Regions from separate parts of the Mus musculus genome. Here regions 2 and 3 are each linked to region 1. A link is a contact called in public promoter capture Hi-C data. All regions are on one chromosome and are shown on one strand. The core of a region is the stretch at or near the end of the contact, and the rest is flanking DNA. Distances in the headings are between cores, read along the strand shown.

Evidence for each region. Promoter capture Hi-C pulls out the DNA fragments that hold promoters and counts their contacts.
Region 2: a contact with region 1 is called in a promoter capture Hi-C map of hippocampal neurons, with 5 times the contacts expected there. The contact joins the promoter of Gsta4 here to the promoter of Tmod2 in region 1. A contact is called at or near these places in 1 of 39 promoter capture datasets (hippocampal neurons) and 1 of 115 datasets of contacts at active chromatin or transcription factors (astrocytes).
Region 3: a promoter capture Hi-C map of embryonic stem cells shows a contact between it and region 1, with 6 times the contacts expected there. The contact joins the promoter of Gcm1 here to the promoter of Tmod2 in region 1. A contact is called at or near these places in 2 of 39 promoter capture datasets (cranial neural crest and embryonic stem cells).

The regions. Positions count from the first base shown.
Region 1 is chr9:75,609,678-75,612,717 of GRCm38.p6, reverse strand. It overlaps Tmod2 (tropomodulin 2), which reads left to right and starts at 1,393. Exons shown (of 10, transcript NM_016711.3): 1 at 1,393-1,694.
Region 2 is chr9:78,190,521-78,193,560 of GRCm38.p6, reverse strand. It overlaps Gsta4 (glutathione S-transferase, alpha 4), which reads right to left and starts at 1,595. Exons shown (of 7, transcript NM_010357.3): 1 at 1,497-1,595.
Region 3 is chr9:78,050,312-78,053,351 of GRCm38.p6, reverse strand. Gcm1 (glial cells missing homolog 1) reads right to left here and starts at 1,394. Exons shown (of 6, transcript NM_008103.3): 1 at 1,312-1,394.

The DNA.
Region 1 (3,040 bases), core at 144-2,643:
GAGAAGCTGGATAAACCTATCCTACCACCTCTCTTTCTTGAATGACTCTGAACTCCCATAAAAACTCCCTTTGTTCATCCCATGGGACTGTTACAAAAATTTTTTAAAAAATTACAGGAATATGAAGGCATATTTTTCACATGCATGCAAAGTTGCTGCTATTATTTTCGACTTTAGGATTTCTTCTACAGCATGTTTTTTATTTCAGCTATGTGACTATTGCATACCTCACCCCAGATAGCAGCCATTCAAGTTCACCCTCACCCATCCTTGGTCTACTATAGATCCAGTCAGCCCTGAAGCATCCATCTCTTTAGTTCATGTTCCTGCACTAATCCCAACATAACACCAATCCCACCATATAGTGAAATACTGCATGGAGCAACTTGGAAAAAAATACAACAACAACTCAGAACAGCTATAACTGTCAAGTACCCTTCAAAGGTTATATACTCAGCGTACCCAACAAGGAGTCAAATGGAGAGCAACCTTATGGAATAGAAAATGCCCCTATTGTGTGTATGGTGGTACATACCTGTAGTCCCAGACCTTAGGAAACAAAATCAAGAAGACTAGGAGTTAAAAGATCAGCCTAGGCTACATGATAGGACTCGTTCTCAAAAGAAAGTTTCTGGAAGGAACCCATTTTGCTATGCACTTCCACAATCAGGGATTCGTCCCATTCAACTTTCATGCCCCAGAAACAAGATAATATTCTGTAGTTCCTAAGAACCAGTCAGAGAGAAAGGACATTTCAGTACATCTTCGTTGGTGGGGATGGAGGTTAGACTGCTAAAAGACCCACAGTAATAAACTCAGGGAGTTTTAACTTCTACCCAGGCCAGAGACGCAGCTATCTTTTGCATAGCACTTTTTGCAGGACTTTCCCATCAGAGACTGCATCCAAAGAATGTCTTCTGTAACCACAATGAAGGACTCCGGACTGTGTGTGCTCTTAGTACAGATAGACCTGCGGTTGTTGACTCCCACACCGCATCTTTAAGCTGTAAACATTTTACAGGGAATGAGTCTCGAATCCAATGTCCAGTATGAAGCCAGTGTGTAGGTATCAGTTCCCCAGCACTCCCAAACCAAAACTTTTATCCCACTCCCCAAACCCCAGTTAGTTTTCCAACCCCTCTTAAGCAATTAACCCATCTAGTTCTTCCCACACCTACACCTAGCCAGTAAATCCTAGGGCAGGCCTGGTCTATTCCTATACTTGGCCCAAAGTGGGCCTTCATGAGGCTGCCCAGAAAGATGCTCAGCTGTCCACAGTCTTGTCAAGCTTCTGCCACCCATGGCGTCAATGATCCTGAGCCAGTCCACAGAGCCTACCCAGCATCCCCCAAACCCAGGCTCCACCTGCCTCGCAGCGTGCTGGCGCACGTAGCTCTAGATTCTACCGGAGGACCCTGCGAGGCCATCGCGTCATTGGGAGACGCAGCTGCGGCCCGGGCAAAGGGTCCTGTCTCGGAGTGGCCACCGCGCGCCGCCAGAACTACGCTTCCCAGGCTGCCCCGCTGCAGCCGCGCGCCCCGCGCCCCGTGCCGCGCCGCGCCCGGCCGGGAGCCGCCTGTTGATCGCAGCTCCAGCCTGGGGCCACGGCGCCGCCCCTGCTGGTCGGACCCGCTCACTCCTGGCTCTAAGGCTGCTGGGCAGGACCTTCCGCTTCGGGATGGGCACAAGCAAAGGTGAGAACCTGGGACAGGAGGGCACTGTCGGGACATCCTATCTGAAGCACCCCTGTCCCCCGCTTAGCGTGTCCGCGGGAGGATGCTCCATAGCGTGGCGCGCGGCCAAGTGCAGCCCGCAGCGGCTTGCACCCGAGCTGCTGGTGCGCGTGGTGGCAGGGGACCGAGCCGGGCAGCCGGGGATGAGTGTGGGTACCGGTTGCACTGTGCCCTGCAGTCCCGCAGACCCTCGGCGCCGCAGTCCACGCGCAGATGCAGAGAGGGCGCGGTCTCCAGTCGCTCCGGGCTACGGAACTGGGGTTTTCCACCTTAGGCTTTGTTTCCCATTTTCTCTTCTCCCGTAGACCGGTGTGTGATAAGCTCTCTGAGTCTTGGGCATCTCACGGCCTCATTTGAGCAAGAGCCTGGGAAGGGAGGAGTCGGGCCGGCATCTTTTCTGAGATCCTGGGAGCTGTCACAAGGACGCATCTGCCTTCAGAAAGCCTCTCTGAGCAGGTCCCAGAGAATCTTTTCTTATTCTTCCTGGTTAAAATCATGCTGGTCTGTGTCTTTCCGAGGCTTCTTTGCTTTAACCTGTTAACCTGCAAAAAATATGAAGGTCGGGTTTTTTTTTTTTTGGGGGGGGGGGTGATTTTTTAAAAGGCTCTGGGAATTTTTATTTTAAAATATTAGAAGATGGGAAGGTAATGCGGCTAAAATGCAAATTACAGGAAAGAGGCCGAGAACGCCATCGTTTCTCCGGCGCCTATTAAATATCTGATTCACCATGCGCTTGGGAAGGGAGAAAAAAGAACATCAGAGAACGAGAACGTATTACAAAAGCATGGTTTCCATAGCAGCTCCACCATCTAGGCGCTGATGGATGCTGGGCCAGACCCCCTCTCCTCTCTAAGCTGCGATCGCCGTGTAAAATGAGATATTTGGTGAGATGGATTCTGAACCTCTTTTCGTCCTAGATTCTTATATCAAGGTACTGAGATGGCCAGAGTGTTTAACACTTTTACAAAATGCTTGATGGAAACCGAGCGAACAGTTTTCCCTTAAAGAAACAGGAGGATTTTTCAGGGCTTAGCCAATCCAGTTTTGGTTTTTTGTTTGTTTATTTATTTGTTTGTTTGTTTGTTTGTTTTAAATATGCCTGGTTCCCTCAGTTTTCTTCAGTATAGCTCAATAAATATCTCAAAGGTTTGGTTTTTATGTTAATATAAATTGGCAGGCCACAATGTGGTGGTTTTGTTTGCAGCAGGCACTTCGATCAGCTGATAAAGGTTAGTGGCTCCCTAGGGCTGGGCCTGAGCTGTCAAATGTGCTCAGCAAAAAGGTGGGGGAGGAGACTCCAACAAGCA
Region 2 (3,040 bases), core at 346-2,845, 2.6 Mb before region 1:
GGGTTTATAAAGGAAAAAACTGCAGGCCGGGTTTCCAAGCCTTGGCATTCCATGAGAGGGTAAAGGAATTCTGCTCTTCAAACCTGATATCAGGTTTGTTCTGACAGCGGGGCGGAACGTGCAGCTGGAAAGGAACCTTTCCGACCTGGGAAAAGTACCTTGTGCTATAGGAAGCTGGTGTAGTTTTACAACTGGCCACAGCTGTCTGGGAACACTTAATTGTCTCTTTTTCATAGTCTAAGAGTGGGCTGTTATCATTTCAAGGGTATTGGGTTCTGTTTCCTTCGAGGGCAGGAGCCATCTGCACCTGAGAAAAGTTGGTTGTTAATCAAAAGGGGGTATGAGTCTCAGGGGAGGCTACGGGATGCTGCTTTCTTGTTCCCAAGGCTGGCATTTGCGCTCCCGAGTACGTACACACACACACACACACACACACACACACACACACACACACACACACACACACACACACACACACACACACACACACACACACACACACACACGAGCATCGTCACAGGGAGGGAGTGCTAACTGCTCTGACTCCACACAGGGCCAGGAGAGTGTAGGATTTGATGTGCAGGTTTCTCAGGTCTCTTCAACTTTTGAAGTTATAATGTGTGAGGGTGTTTTGGTGTGCCCAGTCATACTTAAGCTGTGCACAGACAACGCACGCGTGTCCATTGGATAGATGTCCATTTGCTATTTTCTTCAGAATCATGAGAGACTAGAAGTTAGACAGACAGGGAGAGGGGCCATGGATATGTAAGAAACCTGATGAACTTCCAAGATGGCTGGCTTCTTCTATACCCTCCAGGCTGAGACAAAAGCCTGGCCCCTTAAAACCAGGGCCTTGCAGGCTTTTACCTCCCAGCAGCAGGCCACTGCTGAGGGACTAACTCAACACCTTCTAGGCCATCTGGATTAGGGCTGGTTTACACGAGAGTCACAGGCCAGAGAAACTTCTTTTCTTTAAAGTGATTACCCTATATTGGGGGGGGGGGGTCTTCAGAGACTAAACAAACAAACAAACAAACAAATCCAGCCCTCGAGAAGAGATCGGGGATTTTTAGATTTTGTGGCTTCAGTGTTGCAGATCTTTTCTCTGTGTGTCTGCTGCATGTGGGTGGTTGCTTGCCTCCAGCAAGCCCCCTTCTTCAGCTGCTGAGTCTCTGCTCCTGTCTGCAGGGTTTGAGATTTCTTCACTGCTATCTGTTGCAGTTGAAATTCCTCCTGCCTTTTAATTACTTAAATGGCAGAGAAAACGAACCCTACCAAGACCTTTAGACCATACCAACCGCTCATCTACTAGGCAGAAAAAATTTGTGCCTTTTATTTGGCCTAAACAAGCTTTGAGATAGTGAACAGCAAATAAATCACAAAGTTAAAACAATTGCGGATTATAAACTGTAGCTTTAGCAAAATTATGTAACTACTCAGTGCAAGAGGAGTACACACACACACACGCACGCACACACATGTACGCACTCACTCACCTTATTCTTGTGGGATTGTTGTCTCCAGGCACTGGAAAGAAGCGGTTCTGCGAGCGAAAGTTCACCGTCCTGCAGGTCGTTTTGGAAGCTCCGCCCACCAGCCATTGAACATTTAAGAAATGTACACGCCCCCTAGGCACGTTGGTTAACGCTTTGTTTCCCGGGGAGAAGAACAGGTTTGCTCTAAAAGTTTTCGCTGACTCATTACTGAGTACACTCTTTGGGGGTGCTGACGCGAGGACTCCGATTCCTGTGCTGGAAGTGTTTACATTCTCTACGGGGGAACCCAGTAATATAAGCAGTTCAGATAAATGCACTGTATTCAAAATAACTATAACATCAACCTATTGAAAGGTTAGAGCTTGCAGATTTGTGAATTCATTGTATTCATTGCCAACAAAAGTACAGTAGAGAGGAATCAGCGACTGGGAGCATCGTGCTGTGGTCCATTCTTGTGATGCTAAAATAGACACTCAAGACTTTATTTTTGAAAACAAATTAGAGACGTACAGTTCTGGAGGTTGGGCAAGCCAAAATTGAGGGGCTTTCTTTCACTTGCTGAGGATGGGGTAAAATAAAAGAAAAAAAAAAGTGTGCCCTCCCTTGACGAGAGAGAAAGCGGCAAGCTCGTGCATTCACCTTAGGGGTGGACTCCCGATGAATGGGAAACTTTGCCCCCTCCCTCTCTTTCTCCTTAAAGAATTTTTTCCCCTTTCATTTTACCCTGTAGAATGGGGCAGATGGTTAAAAAGGCATGACCGCCATTCCTGGAACAGTCATAGGCAGCCCATCAAGAACCGTTTGTAGTTAAGGTTACAGGTGGGGCATAGCTCTGCCTTTGAGAAACAGAGGTACAGTCATGAACAGGAATAAACCTAGTTTGTCTTTACTGTAGGACGGCTTTGAAGCCTAAAACTGAGGCAAGCTAGTTCTTCAGTACCTAACCCGCTCCTCAGTGACATTAATTCACTCGTGACAGCGGAGCCCTCATCCACCTTATCACCTCTTTAAAAGTGCTGCCCCTCAAACCAGTTGCCCCAATGCAAAATGGCTTACGTTTCTGTAACAGGCTGGCAAAAATACATTTGAAAAGAGACACTTTGTGTCTCTCAGTCCGACTATCAGACTACGGAAACAATGGACCTCAAAGAAAAGGGACACTCCCCAGGAATCCAGTCAGAGGGGGATCTTGTCTCCTGGGAAACATTCCTTTGGCACAGTTTCTAAGAGTTAGTCAGAACGTCTTACAAGATGAGACTGAAGCACAGAAAAGCAGTGAGCACACGTGACCACTGCCTAGACCAGGACCGCTTAGATGTGCGTGCCTGAGGCTCTCTGGTTAAACTCTGAACTCACTTCAGTACCTGGAAGATGGACTTGAGGTGGGGAAGATGGGTGTGTCCCTGGATGCCTGGATCCCTGTTCTTTTTCCATATTGACTAAGTTTCCTTTTTCTGCTCTCTGCCCCCACCCCCACCCCCGGCCCCCCAAGACAGGCTTTCTCTGGTCTAGCCCGGCAGCCCTGGAATTTGCTCCCTAGACTA
Region 3 (3,040 bases), core at 145-2,644, 2.4 Mb before region 1:
CAACCACATGGTGGCTCACAACCATCTGTAATGGGATCTGATGCCCTCTTCTGGTGTGCCTGAAGATAGCAACAATGTACATATATATACATAAAATAAATAAATCTTTTTTTTTTCTAAAGAAGCAACAAAGTAATACAATACAGAAAGAATCCATCTATTACCTGTCTGCTGGAAATAGCAATTTCATTGACATTTTTGCAAGTACCAACTGCCAATAAAAAAATCTGCAGAAGCCACTAGCACTTGCTACAGTAGACTTTAGGGTTTCAATACTCTGGTCCCTACTTTTATCCTCAGGTATATTTCCATCCTCATTGCTAGATCTGGGTTATAAGAGCCTTAGGAGCCATTATTACCTGGAACCACCTAGTTCTACCAAAAATATGTAAATTTGCATAAAAAGACACAGCTAGCTTAGGACTATGCCCATAGCACTTTAGATTAACTAATATTTTTATAGATAAATCCCATGAACTGTTCATCACCTTTGTAAGATCAGCCCCCTTCCCCCAAACCACGAAGTCCAGTCCCCTCCGCAAACACTGCCATTCAAGACTAAATGTGCGAGAGGCTCTTCTCAGTCTGTCTTAGCTTTGTTTCTGGGCTGAGGTGTTTGTGGCGCTGAGGATGGACGCCGGGGCTTGCACTGAACCACCGAGGTGCTACCACCGGCCCCTCATCGGTAACTTCTAAGTAAATCTCTATGTTTAGGAAACAATTATTGAGCTGCTTGGAAAAAGATGGTTGCCACCTCAGTTCAGAGACCGCTCACATGACAAGTAGAGAAGTAGTGAATAGTAAAAGTCATCGTCTGTCACAGCCCTAACTCTGCTAGCCCAAACTTGTAATTAGAATGGTTATGACCCACAGCGCACTTCACACAAAACAGAACAGATTAAAAAAAAAAAAAGTTGGAAAACAAGATTTATACTGTCTAAACCTAAAAATGCTGTTCTTAGACAAGGCTAGATACTTGATTTTAAATTAAGAGCAGAGGAATAAAGATTTTACTCCCCAAAAGTACAATAATTTTAAAAACTTTAAAGAGACTTTTCTCCAACACATACTTTTATGAAGTGAGGATTAATTTAGTATTTCCCTAAAAACTAAGAACAAGACATTGGGGAAAACCTGCTTTATCCCGTCAGTAAGTAAACTCAATCTTTCCCCAGGATTAAAATAAAGGTCTAAATTTTTCAAGACTTCCTTTTATTTCAGAGTTGTGACCAAGGCGTGTTCAGCTTCCATCATTTTTACAGACCATGACCTAGAACAAATAAAGCCTGTGGCCATGGCTACACAACTCACCCTGTCCGCCTTCAGTGCTCCCGAGTCTGTCCTTCTTGTCAGCTTCTTGTCCAGGTGTCATACAAGTGTCAGCTCTGGCTCAGGTCCTGCAAGTTCTGTTCATTTCTAAGTGGTCGCTGTTCCCTAACCCAGGTCAGGGTACACTATGCTAATGACTCTGGCAACTGTCCAATCAAAATCAAGATGCTTTCAGCCAGGGACAGGTAGGAGCAGCCCAGCTCTTCTCAGGGTGCTAGCCATGTGATGAATATTCTATGGTGTGCCTCTGAACTTTCCCCTCCTTAATGCTAAGAGGACATCTAACTTAAAAGGATATTGAGGGAAAAACAAAACAAAACAAAACTCTGAAAAGAAATACAGATTTTTTTTTCCTGATAGTTTTATAGATTGAATCCAAGAGCGACTGTTTTACAGTAGATGCGTTTTATCCTCTGTGTGTGTGAGCGAGAAGGCAGACAGGGAGACTCATGGCAGTGCAAACACCGAGGGGGGGGGGGGATGGAAATTACTGAGATAGTTTTTAGACAGCTAGCAGCCCTAAACCAGAAACACTGAAAGCCATCTCTAATTCTAAGTGTATCAAACCTGACAACGAATGCAATTCTTCAAGCCCAGCTCCTCTGCGGAATCCCAGGTAGTCTGCTGGGCTTCGGAGATATAACGGAGAATCAAAGACATCAAGAAGTTCTGTGTAGTTCAGGGTGGCAGGGCAGAGCTCTAACTCCAGGGAGTGTCTCTGCAAATTCAAGGCTAGCCTGAGCTAAACAGCAAACCCCCCCCCACCTCCCCCAAGGTCTTTTTTCATTTCCATATCTAAATCTGACCCATCTTTTAGGAATTCTAACAGACCCATCCAATATCTTCCAATACTGTTCTGAAACACGTGACTTCTCTTTTCGATGATATTTCAGAACCCTTAACCGTATCACTAACAGTAACTGTTTTTCTAATCACAAAATAAAATCAAAATCTGTTGTCTTGTTTATCATTGTGGCTAATCCATAGTGCAATCTTTCAGTAGATATCTAAGACTGTATTTTGGTCACATAGCTTCAAACTCTTGCTTTTTTTTTTTTCTGCATGTACCAAATGTAGATATTTTTTGCTTAATTTGTGGGATTGCCTCCTCTCGTTGATGTGGATCTGACCTGGCTTGCCAGCTGCTCTGAGTCGAAGGGTTTTTTTTTTCCCCCTCCTTTCCTTCACAGGAAACTCCTGCTGGGTTCCAGCTGCAGCACCAGGGCTATGCCTGTCCCAAGGACAGGTTCTACCCAGTGAGCTCCATGCCCTAAGGCTGAGGTCTCAACTTGCCAAATCCTCACTTCTGCTACTGGCTCTGTGAATTCTTTGCTTTTGTTTATTGATTGGTTTCTTAGTTTTTTGAGATGGGAGTGACCTCCTATAGACCAGGCTGACCTCAGAATTACTATGTAGCAGAAGGTCACTTGAAATTCCTGGTCTTCCTTCCTCTTTCTCCCAACTGTTATCAACTTCCTTTGACTGAATTCTTACAATGAATCAGAGGCCACGCTGGGCATTTCCCTAAATTACGCTTGATGCGCATAGTCTTTCTGTCACTCCTACTCCTTCTCCCCAGGCATGCCCACCACACTCAGCTAGGAACGATTCTAACATGAGAAATAAAACTGTACAGTCAAGCATCACAGACAACCGATGCTGGATTGGGTCTGTGGTCTTTGTCTCCGCCTCCGTGCAAGTAGAAGTCTCT